3 separate regions of the Mus musculus genome follow, and regions 1 and 2 are each linked to region 3. A link is a contact called in public HiChIP or PLAC-seq and Micro-C data. All regions are on one chromosome and are shown on one strand. The core of a region is the stretch at or near the end of the contact, and the rest is flanking DNA. Distances in the headings are between cores, read along the strand shown.

Region 1 (4,488 bases), core at 739-3,238, 220 kb before region 3:
TCTGAAGTTAAACTGGAGGTCAGCATACTTTCCATCAAGGGCAAGGTAGTATTTTCAGCTTCTCAGCCTCATGGTCCTTGTTCCAGCTCCTTGGCCTGCCAGGGCATGAGCAGACGTGGCTGTGCTCCAACAAAGCCTTTTCATGTGCATCCCATACATGCAGCATGTAATATTATGCATTCTGCATATCACATAAATAATAACATATAGTCTGCCCACTATCAAATTTGAGTTCCACGTTATGCTCTCATACCTTGAAATATTAATCTTCTTTTGATTTTGCTCACCATGTGTTTCATCAGCCAACAACACGAAAATGATGATCTCGTTCCTGTTCAATTTGTTCTGTTTTAAAAGTTTTATTTCTGTTCACTGAAGTACGAGTAACAGTAAAGGATAAAAATTATTTTCCGGTTACTTTTCTAAAAAAAAAAAAACATTCTAGCATAAAGGGCCTTTGCTTTTGTGTGCCTGTTTTCAGAAACGAAACAAACACAGGGCAAAGAGAAAAAGTCATATTTATTTTCCTGATGAGAACACTGTAAACAGGAAATTTCTACTCCTTTTATTACTTGAAAAATATCAGCAGCGTACTCTCCCAAGTCTGCCCGCTGCTTCCTGTTTCTTCATGACTGCTTTTGTCTCCTCCTAAACCCGTTGGTAGGTATTTATTGGACAAAATCGAGCTTTACAGGATGAGGCAGCTAATTCTACACTTCATAGTAACCTTTGCAAAATTCCCAAAGAAAGATGAAAATGCTATGACCAGCTACACAGAGACAGCAGGGCATGTATAAGTGCGCACATGACCAGATACACAGAGACAGCAGGGCATGTATAAGTGCGCACATGACCAGCTACACAGAGACAGCAGGGCATGTATAAGTGCGCACGCGTACAGGTGTCTTGGGGTCAGACTCTTCAGCTGTGAACATCAGTGGTATCCAATAGACATTTATATGGGTTCATGTGCAGTATCTACCCCTCAGAGAACATTTAGATTACTGTATCAGGGAACTGCCCATCTAGAACAAAGCACCTGTTAAGCTATAGGTTCCCAAATAAGTCAGGACCTTCCTAATGGCAGGCTGCCAGCCAGATGCCGTGTTAGCATGACTATCATTGGGGGCTGGCTGTGGACCTCTTGAACACAAGTTCCGTGTTCCTGATTTGGAAAAGCACCAAAAGTCACATCTATGGCCATTCCATTCTTGGGATGTAACTCAAGTTAACAGCTGCAGACATGAATACACTTAGCCGCTCACAGCTTAGGAAAGAATCCTCGGGCACACAAAGCCAAAATGCTTCCCTGTGATGTTTGGAATCGGTTTCTAGTCAGCAGGCATGGCCACTCTTGCAACATGAGTTTCTTGCAACATGATACTGCGTGGCAGGTCCTGTATGTGCCCTGGGATAGGCTGGTTAGGTTTATGATCACATGGGATCATCAACAGAGTTTACAGCTTGGTATGGTGAGAGCTAAGGTAGACCTCTGTACAAACTGCAAAGCCAAATAGGCTAGGAGCTAGGATTCAAGGTTTTGTTAGTTGCTGGCTAACAAAACTTAAATGTAGACTAAAATTTACGTAATTTCCTCATTCCATTTCTAAGTGTTAAGTGTATTGTTTTGCTGACTTTATGTTAGAACGAATAGAAGGAAGAAGGAGAGAAATGTTATCAATTTCAAGACTTTGGGTGTGAAACTTGCAACCCTTAGCGAGAAAGTACTCTGGATTCTGTTCAGATCATTGAAACCCTTGGCCTTTATTTGAGAAAAACACCTTCATTTGCAATACATTATTAAAATCTCCGGTAAAAATACGGCTTCTCAAGTAACAGCACACTGAAAGTACACTGAACAAGATACCTCGGTTGTAATTAGACTTCAGCTGAAAGTTCACTTAATCCACTGGAGTCAGTAGGATCATCAGCCTCCCTTTGAAGTCAAAGAAGCTCCAAGGAGATGTTGTCCAGCCCTGCTACAAAGTCCAATTGTGTTGGTAATGAGAAGCCAGACAACAGACCAAGTGTGCCTGTGGTGATTTCCCAAGACAGCTGTTAGCTAAAGAAACCCTCAGAAAGAAGAGGTTAGAACTATTTAGTGTAAATTTGGTGGTGCCTAAAAAGACATTTTTTTTTTTCTTGATGCTTGACACTTTTAAACAGTGTCTGGTTGATTGTATCACAGCAGCAATGGAAGTGGAGGCCAGGTGAGCCAGATCAGATAGGGAATAAAAGAGACCTGGCCTGGCAGGTGATCAGGAGGTTAACTGGTTAGCGGTGCAGCTTGTAGTTATTCTTGTCAGAGAAACAGAGTAGCAGGTGGGAGAGTCAGGTGATGGGCAGGAGACTCCTTCCCCTCGCCCCCCAGACACCAAGCAGGGCCTCAAGTAGGAGCTGGGCCCAAGCAGCAGAGCAGGCTAGGAGACTACATTCTCCCAAAGAAAAATGACTTGGGATTTAGCTAACAGCTGAATGTCTACAATTTGGTTGATGCAGCACCTAGTAAGGCCCTGAGAAGGCAAAGGTGGACAAGGGGCCTCAGGGTGGACTCTAAGGGATTCTGAGGCAGGAGGCTGGCTTCCTCTGAAGATGAGCACTAGTGGCTAATTAAGAAAACTGCTCTCATACCTGCTTCCTAACTGTCCCTTGGACCCCAGCACACAGTTCTCAGTGGTGGCAGCTATCGGACATAATCTTCAAAGGAGGAAAGATTCATTGACCTCGTGGTCTGAGAGGTTTTAGTCAACCATGCAAGGAAGACATGGTGGAGCAGCTCATGTTGTAGCAGACAGGAAGCAAAGAGGAAGAAAGGGGCAGGAGACCATCTTCAGTGACTTATATCCTCAGCATAGTCCCTACTTCCAGAGGGCCCTGGGCTTCCCAAAGTAGTACCACAAGAATCACCACAACCAACACTGCTACCACCAGGCATCACCACACGAGCCTATAAGGGACATTTCATATTTGAACAATAACAACTACCGTGACTTGAGCAGCATGACTCCCGTAGCATCAGTGTGTGCCCTTCATCCTAGGCATCTTGTTGTTCACATGGTTGTGACGGTTGAGCTGGGAAAGCCGAGTCTAGTGGAGGCCACAGGGTAGGTACCAAGATAGTAGGCCAGTTGAGTGTGATAAATATAAATAAATAAGACAGCTTAGAGATGGGAGCCACTGGTGACAGTTGGCACACTGTTGTTTGATATTCTGCTCCTCTTTTGAGGGTTTAAAAGCCAGGCGTATGTCATCCTTGTGCACATATGTACATGAAGCAGGACAATAAAGCTTAGGATACCGCCCATGTAAAAGACTTTAAAATTATATCTTGTTATGAGATGGGCAGAAAAGTAAACAGCTCACTGAGTTTTAATCTTTTAAGTTGTTCATCTATTTACTTTTAGTTTTAAGAAAGAGAAAATCGGGATAGGATCAGTTCATTTTCAAGTAGTTCATGTTATCTCTGACCATTTCTTAGCCCATTATCATCCCGAGAGTTCCCAATGTCTGGGGGGGGGGGCATTGCAATATCATCTGTGAGATCACATTCCCCATGTCTATATTAAGGATTTTTATCCTTAATATTTGAGGACATTTGAGGTTGAAGAGCTGACTGGAGACAACTTTTTTTTTTTCTTAAGGGTTTATTTTTAACTGTGTGTTTGTGTGTATGCATGCATGAGGGAAGGGGAAGAGAGAGAGGGGAGGGAGGAGGGGGAGGGGGGCTTTGTGCACATGAGTGCAGGTGTTTGTGAAGTCTAGAGAAGGTGTTGGATCTCCTGGAGCCAGAGAACAGTCAGTTGTGAGTTGCCTTTTGTGAGTGTTGGGAACCAAACTCAGATCCTCTATAAAACATGGCCACTGAGCCATCTCTGTAGCCCCAGGACAACCTGTAACACCTTGTCAGGACAAAGTAATCTCTCACTTTTTTTCTCTCTCTACTCAAATCTCCTGGTGTAGGAGGTGAATTTTCATGTTCTTAAACAGATTCAGAAGGAGTTCCTGAAAAAAATCATTGCAGTCTTTGGTTCCCCTTTCCAACCCAGCGTTAAGGAAAGTGTCTCGCCCTTTCACCTAGATGAGTCTGTTCCTAGGGAGCCCTTTCTTTTGACAGCAGAGCAACAGGCTTGATCTTGCTTAGGCTCTTAAGTGTAAGATGATGTAGAAAAGCTCCTGCCATCAGCGCGGTGCTTTTTTTTTTCCCCACTCGCCTGTTTATCAAAGTATGAATGCATGAATAAATAATTAAAGTTCAGTTTTAAGTATCTAACTGTTCTATTTACCTGAGAACTCACTGCCAAACCATCAGTTATTTTTCACTTTAAGACTCTACGTGATTGTTTGAAAAGAGTATGTGTTTCAATAAACACTTTTGGATGCCATGTACCGGACCTTATTATTTACTTTCTGTATATGGCTCCGAGCCATAGTTACAAACTTTATTTGTAGCACAAGATTGCAATGTAGTGATACCTTTACTGGACAGAA
Region 2 (4,362 bases), core at 1,372-3,871, 160 kb after region 3:
AGAAGAGGGAGGGGGACAGGAAATGAGTGAATGAATGAATGAATGAATGAAGCAGCCAGGGAGAACAAACCATAAGCAGCATTCTTCCACAGTCAGAGTTTCAGTTTCTACCTTCAGCTCCTGCCCTGGCTGCCCTCAACGATGGACAAACACTTTCCTCCCCAAAGTTGCTTTTGGTCACAATGTTTTATCACATTCTAGAAAACAAACTTCAAGGACTGAAGAGATGGATAAGTGGTTAAAGAGCACTCGATGATCCTCCAGAGCTCCTGAGTTCAATTCCCAGCAACAACATGGTGGCTTACAACCAACTGTAATGGGATCCGAAGCCCCCTCCACTTGTGTCTGAAGACAGCTACAGTGTACTCACATATATAAAATAAATAAACAAATCTTTAAGAAGAAACGAAAATAAGAAAACAAACCAGGAGGACAACTATGTAAGTGTTTGACTCAGCCCAACTGTTAATACAAACAACACCATGAGATCTGTAGCATAAACCAACAGAGCAAAGAAGACAGATCCAGGAGCTAGAGATAACCCAGTGGTTAAGAGCAATGCTACTCTTGGGCTGGAGAGATGGCTCAGAGGTTAAGAGCACTGACTACCCTTCCAGAGGTCCTGAGTTCAGATGGTGACTCACAACCATCTGTAATGGGATCTGATGTTCTTTTCTAGTGTGTCTGAAGATAGCAACAGTGTACTCACATACATTAAATAAATAAATCTTAAAAAAAAAGTAGGAAAAAAAACAATGAATGAAACACTTTTTTTAAAGAAAGAAAGAAAGAAAGAAAGAAAGACAGAAAGAAAGAGAGAGAGAGAGAGAGAAGCCGGAGCCTGACGTGGTGGCACACACCTTTAATCCCAGCACTCGGGAGGCAGAGGCAGGCAGATTTCTGAGTTCTACAGAGTGAGTTCCAGGACAGCCAGGGCTATACAGAGAAACCCTGTCTCGAAAACCCCCCCCAAAAAAAAAAGAAAAAGAAAAGAAAAAGAAAAAGAAATAGAGAAAAAGAATCGAAAAACCAAAAGAAAAGAAAAGGAAAAAGAAAGCCCACTTTGGCAAAGTCAAACTCAATTTGAATTTTTTCAACAAATATACAAGGTACTATCTTAGGACAGTGGTTCTGACCATAAGAAAACAGACATTTACATTACAATTCATAACAGTTAGTAAGTAACAACTAGAATAATTGGGGTGGGGGGGCACCACACCATAGGGAACTGTATTAAAGGATCACAACATTAGGAAAGCTGAGAATCAGTGTCCTAAACTAGGTTTTCTGGAAGGAAAACACTGTTTAAAACACTGTTTTATTGCCATATTCTTCTTTTAAAAGTTCAGAGCCCAGAACGGTGGCACTTGGGTCTGTGACTACCAACACTGGACAGCAAAGGCGGATAAAGTTCGAGGCCAACCTGGTCAACAGAGACTTCTAGGCTAGCCTGAGCTACACAGCAAGACCTCAAAACAAAACCCCGCAATACCCCTCCCCCAACATACTCAAGCTCAGGCAACAGTAAGAACAACAACAACCTATAAAGCATCTCACAGTATAAAGCACGTCTTGCTACGTAGTCATTCTTTTTTTTTTCCCCCCAAGCAGGTATACTCGTTCTTTGTTGTCCGCATGGTCACTTAGAGCTAGTTCAGGAACTCCCAAGGAAGTTGGAGCTCAGAGAACCAGGACAGCTCCTAATACTAACCTAACTTAGTATTACTCTGTAGAAGAATCCTGCTGGGACGGACCAGGCAAACCTTTCTGACAAGACAAGCCGGTAAAAGACTCCCTCCATCACCTCCCTGAACCTGAGGTACCCGGACTCCTGGAATCTCACCCCCCCACCACCACCAAACAGCGCAACCCTCGCAACACTGACTGTCCAGTGGATGCAACTCTGCATCTTCTGAAGTTACAAACTAGGACAAACACAGGTGCTTCTCCGACAGGAGGATGCACTAACTACTCTGCAACCATAAAGCAGTAACTAAACCTATAAGCGCCCACTAACTTGGAAGTCCCGAACGCTAGACCAGCACGGGCCCACGGAGGGGCGTGATCCCATCCTTCTTGGCCAAAGCCAGGCCGGCCGGGACATCCAACCAGGGATCATCCGCAACGTGGGCACCCGGCAGAGGCCAAGGCCGCAAGATCCCGGCCATCTGACAAGTTTATGGCGGTGACCCACCCAGGCTTCAGGCCACCTACCCTCACCTCCTCGCGAGCATCCCTCCAGCGCCCCGGGACGTACCTGACACACAGAAGCGCGGAACCCCGCGTAGTCCGCGTGCTCCGAGACCTGCAGTGCGCGATCCCCTAGCTCCGAGTCCTTCCCGCGCCGGTCAAACAAGTACACCGTCCTACAGCCGTCGACGGCGCCATCTCTCCCAGATCCCTCCGAGAGGCCGGCGGGATCGCTGGCGCCCTCCGCTGCCATGTTGAGGGAGAAAAAAAGAGAAGGCCCTGCGGCTCTCGGGCGCGCTTCCCGGAGACACCGACCCCGCGCGTGCCCTCGGCTCCAGCCGCCGCGGCTCCGAGCCTCAGCGGGCCGCGCAGCACCGACTGTGGGCAGCGGCCGGGAAGTAACCCGGGAACCGATTCAAACGCGCTTCTGCCGGGGTGCCGTACGTCACTTCCGCGACCCGCGAACACAGGGACGCGCTGAGCGCGCCTCAGAGCCCGCCAGCTACGTACGCCGCCGCCCACCAAGCCTCCTTCCGTGACCTGAGAGCGGGCCGCCGCCGTGGCTGCTGCGCAGGAGGAAGAGGACGGCGGACGGAGACCCGGCTAGTCCAGCAGGCCGTGGGGCGGGGCGGGGCTGGCCAAGGTGGGGCGGGGCTTCGCGCCCAGGCCACGCCCCCGGGCTCCTGCGGACCGCGGGGACTGGGGACGGCCTGGAAGCTGGCTTCCAGCGCCTTAGGGGCCTTCGCGGGGGGAGGTGGGGGGGGGCGCAACTCGCAAGCGTGTCGCCCCAGGGTCTATGCAGGCTCCCGCTGCAGGGCCCTGGCGCCTTCCCCCTAGCCATGCGGTCTCCAGGGCGCTACCAAGTCGGGCGGACGCGGCGGCTGGAAGCTTGCACCACCTGGGTCCCGGTGCGGTGGACACTAGCTAAAACACCGGGCACCGCTCTGCTTGCACGCTTCCTTCGCCGTCGTGGGTGGGTTCTACTGTGGGACAATGAGACAAAAGCTCGGCCTCGAGGAAGAGCGGGTCTCTGACGTCACGAGGCCGCGATGCGCGCCCCCGGGTTAGCCAGGCTCTGAGGCTTTAGGCGGCTGGGAGTCTTGGGATAATACCTAACCTACTCACCGAGGTTGAGTCAGCTTCTAAGCGTGCAATGTGTAAGACAGCCTCCTCGAAAACTTGAGCATAAAACTTTATATGCTCCAGTACGGGGGAATGTCAGGGCTAAGAAGCAGGAGTGGGTGGGTAGGGGAGCAGGGTGGAGGGAGGGCATAGGGAACTTTCGGGATAGCATTTGAAATGTATATAAAGAAAATATCCAATAATAAATAAATAAAAAAGAAAACTTGAGCATAATTATTGGGGGATGCGCTTCTGACTCTACAGATAGCAAGGAATGGGGGGGGGCGGGTAACCTTGCCAGATGCTTGCTCTCTGATTCTTAAAACCTGGATGCTTTGTACTTGAGAGAAACGTGTAAATTAATGAAACCCATTAATTAATTGAGTTCTTTTATGTGTCTAGAAGTTGGATCAGATTTAAGGGTGCTGTTTTACTAGGTTCGCAGGAGCCTTAATGATCAATGGTAAAGCTAGACTCAAAGTCAATGCACCTTGGAAACAGACCGGGTTGTTGGCACCAAGGACAGTTGGCCAGACATACAAAAGTGTGAAGGTTTGCGTAGAGCGGCATAAATAGTATGACTGGAAGAAGAGAAAATGAAACAGTAGGTGAGGTAGGTGAAGTTGTGACCAAAAGCTGGTCATGTTCTTGAAAGGGCACCTGAGAGACAGGAGACACGAGAATAACCTCCAACTATCATGAGATTTCTGTAAAATCTTATTGTAATTTGCTTTTTGTCAGTCTTCCTAGGCCTACATCAAACTTTGATCCTCCTGCCTTGACCCAACCTGAACCCTTGATGGCTTCAGAGGTATGAGTCACTACTCCTAGCTGGCATTTTACATTTTATCTTTAAAACTCACACAACCATTTCCTTCTATCCCTTTTATGGGCCGTGTTTGATTTGAACAACTGGAGAAAGACAAATCATTTCTCTAAGTCTTAGTTAACAAGCAAGATGAATTGCCTTTGTGGTTCAGCAAATTGGGGCTTAACAGCCAAAGGGTCAACAGGGCAATTTCTCTGTAATACCAAATTATAAATCTCATA
Region 3 (4,805 bases), core at 1,904-4,403:
GCACTCTGGGGGTCAAGGTGTGATCAGAGCCTGTGTCTATAGCTCCAGCACTCTAGGGGTCAAGGTGTGATCAGAGCCTGTGTCTATAGCTCCAGCACTCTAGGGGTCAAGGTGTGATCACCCTGAGTTCAAGACCAGCCTGGGCTATATGTAAATTTCAGGCTACTTAGCAAACCTTGCTTCAAATGCCCAAATTAAAAACAAAACAAAACAAAACAAAACCCCACAATTATCACCAAGTGTGCTGGTGTATGCCTTTAATCTCAGCCCCTCAGAAAGCAGAGACAAGCAGATATCTAAGTTTGAGGCCAACCAGGATTTCATAATAAGGCCCTGTCTCAAAAAAACTACCCCTAGAAACACAAATTTCTATATATGTATGTGTGTATGTATGTATGCATGCATGTAACTATTATGTATGTATGCATGTATTATTTGTGTGTGTCCAGTATGTACATGTGTGTGCCCATGTGTTTACATATATGCATATGTGTTCAGTGTGTGTGCGCATGTGTATACAGATGTGTTCATTGTGTATGGGTGTCTTCAGTGTGTGTGCACATGTGTGCAGGTGTGTATGTTCAGTGTGCGCACACACACGTGCAGACGCTTGTAGAAGCAGAGATGTCAGATGTCCAACTTTCACTCTCTACCTTACCCTCTGACAAGGTCTCTCTCTGAACCTGGAGCTTAGCTGGTAGCAAGCAGGAAGTAGCCATCCCACACTGCCCACCATTTCGTAGTGCTGAGGCTGCCTGGCAGTCCCCATCTCCAGTGTTTTTATGTGAGTGCTAGGGATTCAATCTCAGGGTCTCAAGCTGGCATAGCAAGTACTCTTTACCTACTGAGCCATCTCCCCACCCACCCCTCTTAATTTTTATTTTTAATGAAAAATTTATCTCTGAAGTGTCATAGTAAGAATTAAAATTGTAGGAAAATACAAAATATAACTCTTGTGTAAAGTGAATGAAATTGTCCTGGCTCTCAATCCAATTCTAATGGCAAGCAAACCCTTCTGGACTGTGTCGAATACTCAGTTCGTGTTTCTGTCACAGTGTCAAAACCTCACTTGGCTGTCCTGTCACCAGTAGCTGGCCATGGACTGTGAAGTCTAAATCGAAATACAGACCAATTTAAGGCAGGTTGACAGTTCTGAATCTCTGTGTGGGCCGGCCAGGAAATCTGTATCAGCTGTTTCCCCTATATGTTAAAAAATAAAAAGTAAAGGGCTTCCCTGTGTTTCTGCAAGTTTGTATAACTTTCTTTTTGCCTCTCAGGAACTCTCTACCTGCTTGTGGTTCCCACACGCAGCCTGGGTGGGACCCGGTGACCTACTGTCTACAGCCTTGTCTGCTCCCTGCCCCCTGAATCAGCTTGCTGGGGATACAAGCTCAGCCTGTCCTGAGCCCGGCCAGAGACAGAACTGCCCACCACTGACCATTCTGTACGGCGCTGACAATGTGCTCGAAGACAAACAGCTTATTCTTAGTGGAAACAATCCTCACCATCACGTGTCCCCAACAGCCTTTTATCCACACCAGCGGTCTCCTGAGATCTGGCTTCCACAAAAACTCAAAGAGCTCCCTGATCACCAATTGGGTGAGTACAATGTGTTCGCAGAACCCGCGCTAACAAATCATCGCCCCCCCCCCACCCCGCCCCCGTGCCCAGTTTTTAAGATGCTGGAATCTTTATGAGCAAAAAAGATGTTTAACTATTCTGCACATCACCAAGGGCTATTCCATTCGGAGATCTGCCTCAAGAATCCACAAACCCAACTTGAGAAGAAAAGGGACAAACGTTCTAAAGCAACCTGAGGAGTTTAGTTTAGAAAATCATAACGCTGAAGAGGACAGTTGGGACAAAACTCACCTCCTTCAGAACTCCAACTGGTCAAACCTCTCGGCTAATCCTTCATTTAAAACATTTTAGAATCTCTATGCGACCCAGAACATACAATATGGATCTAATTAGGTTCAGCTGCCTTATGTTAGTAATAAAATTGAAAGAGGAGGGGGGAGAGAGAGAGGAGAGAGAGAGAGAGAGAGAGAGAGAGAGAGATGGGGGTGGGGCCTTTGTTCATCCTCTCCTGTGGCCTAGGGAATCTCAAACTCCCAAATTTTGCGCATCTTCAAGGTTCACGCAGAACAGCACACCATTAAATAGCCCAGAGTAGCTGTGAGCCGTGCAGATATCAGACTTTGTAGAGGGTCTGGAAGAGATTTCCACAAGGACTGAAGTCCAGCGCTCCACCTCACCCACCCACTCGGCCCTCGTGCTCCCCGACTTACACCAGGGCGGATGGACAGGGCATCTGGTTCCAGGGACAGTTGTACTGAGCTTGAATAAAACTCTCGCTTCCCTCCTGTACCGTGCAGCTCACGTTCTTATTCACGATGTAGGCGCACCAGTTTCTGGGGTAGAGAGAAAAGGGCTGGATAAACTTGGAGAACAATGGGGAGAAGGGGGAGACGAATTGACCCAACAAGTTGGCGGTCACCAGCGCTGAAGGCAGGAGCTTGCCAAAGCTGCCACCCCAGGGTGTCTCTTGCGTCTTTGGAACACCAAAGAGTCCCAAACCTGCAGAACAGGATGTGTTCGTGTTCGGGCTCGGTGGCAGATCCCGTAGTTCTGCCGAACACTCCCCATTGCCCGGGTTCGCTTCAGGATGCTTGGGGCGCCTGGTGGGGAGCACATGGCCACCCGGGGGTGGCGACACCCCAAAAGCCTATGGGGCTCTCTCTGCTACCGCCCGTCGCCATTGCCGGGGCAGCTCTGGAGCCCGCAGGCGGATTCGGGAGTGACCGCCTAGGATCTGGGACTCTAGGGCTGGGGGCGAGCATAAGGGACACACTCTTACTTGTTCCTGGCACTGGGCCTCGCGTGGTACCCAGGCTGCGAGCTCGCGTGGCACAGTCCCGCGCCGCCCAGGGCCAGCAGGGCCAGCAGGGCCGGCGTCCAGCGACTGGGTGCTCGGGGTCGGGGCGGGGTCTCCTGACACATCTTGAGCCCCACAAGGCTGCAGGCGGCGGGGCCGCGGGAACCGGCAGCGGGCTCGGGCGCTCGGCGGCCCCTCTGGCTCTTCGTCCCCACGCCTCCGCACTGGCCGCTCCGCGGTCCCTCAATGACGCACAGGTCCCCCCGGGTGCCGCCCTCTTTAATTCACTTCCCTCTCCGAAACGTGACTCTTCCCTTCACCATCTCTCGGCCCATCGCCTCTCGGCAGGGGGTTCGGGGAAAGAGCCAAAGGGTTAGGAACCGGGGTCTTGGTTACAGACTTTTCAATTACACATTCCTTTGGTCTCTTCCCAAACGCCAGCAGCTCCGCCTCTCACCTTCCAAACAGCGCGACCCCAGCCCCTCCGGAAGTGCAGCAAGCTTCGGGCGGTCCCCACCTCGATCCCCCGGGGCCTCTCTCCGGCCAGAAGCCCAGGACCACCCATCAGTTATTGCCCCCCCCCCCCGGCGGGGGGAACCTACTCAAGGGGGACTCAGCGTCGATTTCTTCCTCTGAGGCCCCACCGCCGTCTACCCATCAATCTTTAAGGTCTTGGGCGAAAGTTGAAGACGCAGGAGCTCTCCTAGGCGCAGCTAGTACACGGCTTGAACTTTCCAAATGCGCGGGCTGCTCCTGGATAGTGGGGTTGCCTCCCCGCAGCTGCAAACTGTCATTTGCTACTCCAGTGTTTATGAGGAGATGTCCTGCTCGGACGTTTCTCTTTCCATCAGTATTAAAGGCGGATGTTTCGGTCGGTAAAATGCTGCGCAAACATGAAGACATGAGTTCAGATCCTCAGGCACCCACATAAAAAGTTAGACAGGCTTTCACAAACCTGTAATCCCAGTACTAAGGAGGTGGAGACAGAAGAATCTCTGAGGCTGCAGGCTCACTGACAGACCCTAGCTCAAGGGGGGAGTGCCAGAGAGAGCAATTGACAAGAGGATACAAGACATTAATCTCTGGCCTGCACACACGCACACAGTATGTATGTGCGGGCAAACATTTTTAAAAGACCATTTATTATAATAGTTTTTTTTTGTCTTTGCATCTAAATAGTTCAGATTCTGTTGGTGCCTTCCTGCCTCCCTCCAACCCTTCATTCCTCCATCCTTCCCTCCCTCTCTTGCTCCCCCTGTTGGTCATGTTTTCTGCCTATTCAAACGCTACAGGGGTCTTTGCCAATTTCTCTATAGCCTGACCAAAGTGACTCCACAGATAAAATCAGCCACAGAGGGTAGGGTGTTCTACTTGGGAAGCTGGGGCAAGAGACTCACCTTAGAGGCTAGCCTAGGCTACACACTGCACCACCAAGGAGGGGTATTCTAGAGGAGAGAGAGAGAGAGCTATTCCTTTGAAATTAGTTGCTGCTCCTACCCGCCCTAGTTGGCAAGCCTAGGCTCACTGCTGTACCTGTGAACTAACATGACACTGTTGGCTGGGGGTTGGAGGGACAGGGAAAGTTGGCTATGTTTTGATAAAACTAAATGAAGCCACTGGTTGTTTTATTTTCTCATATGCTTTGCTTTGATGGTTTTATTGGGTCCTTTTGATTTGCAAATTGAAGAAAGAAAATTCCCAAAGTAGAAAATTGTACCATGTAAGGACATAATCCGTTCATGAACTTTCCAAGTGGAAGATTATACAAATAGTGGACTGAAGTCATCCTGCCTTCAAAAGAGCCACGGGGGAGAAATAACAAAGATAAAAGACTGTCCTGTGTAACCTGATCTATGCCTTTCTCTTTGTCTTCTCTGTCACCCAGCTCTAACCTCCATTTTGTCCATTGAGTGTCCTGGGGAAGATC

What was found. A called contact is a pair of places that touch in the nucleus more often than the background predicts. HiChIP or PLAC-seq counts read pairs in DNA pulled down with a chosen protein or histone mark.
Region 1: an H3K4me3 HiChIP or PLAC-seq map of bone marrow-derived macrophages shows a contact between it and region 3, with 2.1 times the contacts expected there. The contact joins the enhancer-like site here to the promoter of Emilin2 in region 3. A contact is called at or near these places in 2 of 39 promoter capture datasets (liver and pre-B cells), 1 of 15 datasets of contacts at CTCF or cohesin (large pre-B cells), 2 of 484 Hi-C or Micro-C datasets (Th1 cells and macrophages), 3 of 115 datasets of contacts at active chromatin or transcription factors (bone marrow-derived macrophages, embryonic stem cells and pancreatic cancer cells) and 1 of 9 other capture datasets (adipose tissue).
Region 2: a Micro-C map of embryonic stem cells shows a contact between it and region 3, with 5 times the contacts expected there. The contact joins the promoter of Smchd1 here to the promoter of Emilin2 in region 3. A contact is called at or near these places in 3 of 484 Hi-C or Micro-C datasets (embryonic stem cells and hematopoietic stem and progenitor cells), 3 of 115 datasets of contacts at active chromatin or transcription factors (effector CD8 T cells, embryonic stem cells and memory CD8 T cells) and 3 of 9 other capture datasets (adipose tissue, liver and pancreatic islet).

What each region holds. Positions count from the first base shown.
Region 1 is chr17:71,092,678-71,097,165 of GRCm38.p6, forward strand. The region is part of intron 21 of Myom1 (myomesin 1); the gene reads left to right. Among named protein-coding and RNA genes, the nearest start is that of Myom1, 75 kb to the left of the region's middle. Within about 2 kb of position 1,989, at least 43 of the 459 cell types and tissues checked have an H3K27ac peak or open chromatin away from gene starts, as enhancers often do. A contact at or near this core is called in bone marrow-derived macrophages and liver, where this site is marked.
Region 2 is chr17:71,472,722-71,477,083 of GRCm38.p6, forward strand. It overlaps Smchd1 (SMC hinge domain containing 1), which reads right to left and starts at 2,622. Exons shown (of 48, transcript NM_028887.4): 1 at 2,258-2,622. The coding sequence starts at 2,443.
Region 3 is chr17:71,307,858-71,312,662 of GRCm38.p6, forward strand. It overlaps Emilin2 (elastin microfibril interfacer 2), which reads right to left and starts at 3,154. Exons shown (of 8, transcript NM_145158.4): 1 at 2,861-3,154; 2 at 2,292-2,414. The coding sequence starts at 3,003.